2 separate regions of the Gossypium hirsutum genome follow, and region 1 is linked to region 2. Evidence: chromatin contacts called from public Hi-C data. All regions are on one chromosome and are shown on one strand. Each heading gives the region's core, a stretch centred on a gene start, on an enhancer-like site or on the middle of the called end of the contact. The rest is flanking DNA. Distances are from core to core; before and after follow the strand shown. Region 1 has its middle 9.7 kb from the start of LOC121206483. Region 2 holds the start of LOC107917911 (kinesin-like protein FRA1).

What was found. A called contact is a pair of places that touch in the nucleus more often than the background predicts.
Region 1: a contact with region 2 is called in a Hi-C map of leaf, with 2.5 times the contacts expected there. The contact joins the enhancer-like site here to the promoter of LOC107917911 in region 2. A contact is called at or near these places in 5 of 34 Hi-C or Micro-C datasets (callus, hypocotyl, leaf and 1 more).

What each region holds. Positions count from the first base shown.
Region 1 is chrA01:28,277,880-28,280,612 of Gossypium_hirsutum_v2.1, forward strand. No RefSeq gene overlaps it. Among protein-coding and RNA genes, the nearest start is that of LOC121206483, 9.7 kb to the right of the region's middle. Within about 2 kb of position 1,267, at least 3 of the 9 cell types and tissues checked have an H3K27ac peak or open chromatin away from gene starts, as enhancers often do. A contact at or near this core is called in hypocotyl and leaf, where this site is marked.
Region 2 is chrA01:28,185,590-28,188,289 of Gossypium_hirsutum_v2.1, forward strand. It overlaps LOC107917911 (kinesin-like protein FRA1), which reads right to left and starts at 1,335. Exons shown (of 26, transcript NR_175000.1): 1 at 1,174-1,335; 2 at 873-1,016; 3 at 640-789; 4 at 158-411.

The DNA.
Region 1 (2,733 bases), core at 17-2,516, 92 kb after region 2:
CTATGAATCCATAGCAACTTATCTGCAAAACTCCTTACCAAAAATCGACCATTAACACTTTAGGCACTAGTGTTCTTACCTTTGCCGAAATATGAACTAGATCCAGATTCAATCGTTCCAAGTATCCAAGCCTTTGATCAGTTGCCTTTAATCCACACTATAGGAAAACAAATCAGATATCACTACTAAACATTTTTAGTACAATCAACAGGCACCCTTTGCATATAGGGGTTTTTCAGTTTTTACCTTAATTCATGAATAACGAAAAAAAGATTCGAGCGTTTACCTATATTGTTATGACACTACTCCCTATCGATTGTAGATCCAACCACTGCCTAAGAAGGGAAAATATTCAACCAAGGGTTCGGCCTTTGCAGTACCTCAAAGTAGTAAGATTTTGGTTTTGAAAGAAAAGATAAGAGGTTTGGCTTCAGTGGAAATTCGGCTAACCAGTTTTGTTGAGGATTTATGAGAGAAAAGAAGAAGAATATGAAAGATTTAGGTTCGGCAAAAAGATAGGATGAGAATCGGCAAGAGGAAAAAGAAAAGAGAAGAGGAGAAGAGATGAGAGAAGGAAAGAAAAAAAAAAGAACATAGAAGAAGGAAAAAAATGAATCCTAAAGACCAAAATATACGGCATTTAATATAGCTATGGCCGAAAGAGTGCCTTCCGGCATAGGAATTCTTTCCCAATTCCAATTCCCGAATTTCCTTGATTGTTGGCCTCATCCATTATTTGAATTTCATTCAAACTCCTAGCCAATCAAGCCCACCGTTTCCACCGCTTCAGGCATACTGCGAAGAGTCCTGATCAGACCCCAATTCCTTCCTCACGCATGCAGCAAAAATCCAAACCTTACGTGCGCAAACTGCAACTTGAACACCAAACCTCCGTCCACACCCGTGCTGCTGGCCACTGCACCAGGATTCTTTTCTTACACATATAAGGTCACAGTTAATTTTAAACCTTACCTGCTGAAGCTCCAGTCCGCTTAAAAATAAAAGAGAATTTCGCCTTCCACACGATTTGAACCTGCGACCTTCTAACCCCACACACACTTTGCTTGCCACTGGACCGAAGTTCCTTTCAGGACATAATCCTTTCACATTTAATTTTAAGCTTTATCCGCTTCAGTTCTGGCTTGCTAAAAATAAAACAGAATTCGCCTTCCCCTGGAATCGAACCCATAACCTCTTTGCAAGCCTAGCACGCTGCTGCCACTGTGCCACAGACGCTCCTTGTGTTAAATTATACTCGCAACCCTTCTTAATCCTTATTCCAATCGCGATCTGCATACTAAAGAAAACTCTTAAATTGCGCACCCCGTGCCTTGAACCCAGACACCTCCCAGTCTTCCTAGCGTGCTTAGCCACTAGGCCAGTTGCTCCTTTATGCTAAAACTCAGCCCAAATTATTAATAAGGCCTACTGCCCAGATTCCCTAAGGTAGCATAAAATTAAAATTTTTCTAGAGTCTTAAACACCAAAACAACAATACTTTTATAAATATATATATATATTTCCCTATCTAATAATAATAATTATAATAATAATTTTATAAATATATCTAATAATAAAAATTTCAAATATCAATAATACAGTAAATAATAATAATTTTCATAAAATTTTTTCAAACATACATGCAGTAATATTTTTCTAATAATAATAATTTTATCTCATAATACTAATTAAAATTTCGTAAAAATTTAAAATATCCGTAATAATAAATATAGTAAAAATTTTCTAGTAGTAATTCAAAATTTCTTTTCTTAAACGGTAATATTTAAAACTTCCTAATTATTCAGGTTTCCTTCTATCCGAATCCCAGACTCAAAGCCCAACTATTCTAGGCCCAAAAAATCGAGGTGTTACAAACCACCCATCCTCTCCACAATTCATGGTCAGCCACATAAGGTAGAATATTGTGGCTTGCAATCTCTAATTTTAGCCTCCTTTCATATGTAAAACTATAGGCCAAAACCCTTTCATCCATCACTCAACATTCACTCATCCTTCTCTTATCTCTTCCACACCTAAGCGCTCCACTCTCTTCATTTTTCCATCCTCTCTTTAAGAGTTCCCTGAACAAGCATTTCTTGGGATAAAATTCTCTTTTGTCCGGCCCCCTTGAGGAGTAATTTGCATCGAATTAACCATAAAAATCAGAGTAAGCCACCACGAATAGTTCTCAGGAAATCACCGAATTGATCTTAAAGTTTCTTTTTCCTTTTTTTCTTTAATTATTCTTAGTTTATCAACATGATTGAAAATTATTTAATTTCTTTTTCATTAAAATAATGAATTAGTTTTTTTAGCTAGAATGATTGCAATGCCTTGATTTAATTCGTTCAATTCATGTTTTAATTGTTCTGTGCCTCAATTGCTTATACTTCCAATTAAAATCATTCATGTTATTCATGCATTAAAATATGTTTGAATGCATTAGAATTAGTTACTTAATCTAAACCAAATGGTGATTAATGGACACAATAATTGGAAGGTGCATGCTTAATTCATTGTCGAACTAGAATTAATTAAAGAATTGTAATGATTCCAAAAGAATACTATTACCTTGCATAAGTTTAGGTTTATGTGATTAAATTATTTCAAACTGACCCAGTCCCTGTTACTTCACATAAATTCTAAGGAATCTTTAGTTAAATATTGACATAGAAATATACATGTTTTCCTAAGTATAAGACTTCAAAAGAACTTATATTAGATTCTAAGTTA
Region 2 (2,700 bases), core at 85-2,584:
GAAAATTATTACTTTGGCATATTACCTGAAATTTTGGTATATAAAAAATTATCAAAATTTGCATTTAGCAAATCATATAAAACCAAGAAAAAGGTAAAACTAAAAGAAGTAATTACTAAATAATACTTAATTTAACAAGAACCGAGAATGAACTAACCTTGACTGATTGTTCATGTTTGTACTCCCTGTAGCCCTACTCAAAGATCCCTGTTCTAAGCACGCACCCATTTCTTTTAATGTACTGACACTAACTTCAGTAGATCCTGCCAGTGTAATAACACCATCTGATGATTCACGAATCTGTATTGGCGGTTTTCCAGGGACATTTACTTTCCCAGTATTCGCACTTGCAGTATCTGATTTGTTCAAAAAAGTAGGATCCAACAAATCTCGCACTTCTTCTTTCAGGATCTTTACATCAAAATTAGATAAAAATTATGCATGTCAGGTCTAAAAAGTAGGAAGAGCTAGTCAAGCCAGTTGTGATACTTAAAATGATGCAAAGAATTCTCGATCACATAAACCAGAAGATATATTCATAAAATGGATATCTGATACACGAAGGGCGAAGCTTTTACAACAACAGGTATTACAGCAAAGTAGAACAAACAAAATGAAATGTTTGGTTCTTTAACAAACCTCAATGAAGGACACATGCAATTGAAATTCGATTTGATGTTTTAGATTTTCAATCTTGCTGAACAAAGCATTCATTACTTGAGGAATGATTCCTGTTTGAGAGCCACCTTTGAAGCCTGTGCCCATAGTATATGTTTTACCTGATCCAGTCTGAAATAATTTTTCAAACTTCAATTGGAAGGAAAATAAAAACAGCAATATTTAGGTGTGTGGTGTGAAAGATTCAGCTGTACCTGACCATAAGCAAGAACAGTAGCATTATATCCTTGGAATAAGCCATCAACAAGTGGCACAATGCATTCCTCAAACATCCAAGAAGGAGAACTGGTGCTCCCATACACATGATCAAATGTAAAGGAATGTGTCCCAATTTGTACCTGCAGCATAGCAAAATATTCATTAGTTAATTTTGATTGATCAATTATTCAAGCATCCAAAAGATCCAGATCTCCAAATACTTCAAATTAAACCCAAAATCATCCATTTGAAAGCACTTAAAAGAATTAAGGCCTGCATTCTAGTAAGTGACAGTACCTGAGGCTTTCCTGGGATGACAGTAACGCAGTCTTTACAACCTTGAACCTTCTCATCACCGATAAGTGGTCTTACATGAACCGCAACCTTAACACAACATTCCTCTGAACCTCCACCAACTTCCATACGAAACAGCTAAAAGAAAATTCCACAAAAAGAGAGAAGAAGAAAACCCAAAAAGTAAAATATTTTTTTTCTTCTTTTCCTTGTAAAAAAACCCTTCTCATGGAAAATGGGTTGCTGCTGTTGTTGTTGGGAAATGTAAGAAAAAATAGAAAAGGAACTGTAAAAGAGGGAAGGGTAGTTGAGGAATTAGAAGGAATGGGATAGCATAACCATAGAAGTATACAAAGCAGAAAGTTTAACTGCAGTGATAACAACAACTACTGTCATTTTCCTTAGCCTTCACATAAAAAATCGTCATGTAAAAGAAAAAGGAAAAGAACTTTCGTAACACTCTTTCCCTTTTTATCCTACTTTTTTGCTTACTGCAAATCTCAGTTTCCCATGTTCCTCTGTTTCTTATTATAACCTTCATGGAGTTTCGTTTTTGTCCTTGTCTTTACAGTTCTACCCCTTTTAGCTCCATTTTTTTCTGGGTTTTGGTTAAAATTTAAAAATTAAAAAAAAATGTAAAGAAAGATAAGTGCTCCTAAAACCACGTATTATGAGGATGAAAATTTTATCATTGTGCTCAGGATATGGTCGATAAACAGGGATGACCACGCCATTATCCTCTGTGGTAAGAGTATTATTTTATAAACGTTCGATAGTAAGTAATTCCACTCCCCCACCACCAATTATCAAGAATAAAAAACCACAGCACATAAGCCGCATGATTTGGAATCATATATAGCATTTCTAAAAGTCAAAACCACTTTGTTATTTGTATCCTACATTCTTTTTTTTTTATCATTCTCTGTTCTATGTAGAAGTTACTTGTTCAATTTTTATATTTTTTTATTCAATTATAATTGTTAAATTTATTAAGTAAAATTATACTATTTTTAAAATTTGATATACTTATTAAAAATTTAGTTATCAAAATTTAAAATTCAGAAAATATAAGAATTTGAAATGATCTAATTTGAATAAATAGACTAAACTTACACCTGTACGCCACTAGTAAACAAATTTAATTACTATCGTTTGGAATTAAAATTATGGACTGATTCGAACTAAAATGAATCAAATAAAAAATATAAAAATTAAATTCATAACTTTTATAAAGTAGAAAGACTAATAACAAAATTTAACTTATCTTTTTCTTACTAGATTCTTTTTTTCCTATAATTTTAATTTTTAAAAGATGATGTTCTAATATTACTTCCCCAATAGTTTAAAAACTGTATATGAAATCAAACAAGTTCTGAACAAAAAAAAAAATCAATGAAGCAAGCAATACATATTCATTTGTGACCACAGACCTCTATTATATGTTCTAATAAATTAAAGAAATAAAATTGACGAAAAGCTAACCCAGGAAAGAAGAAATGGCAAAAGAAGAGAAAAAGAACCCAGAAATGG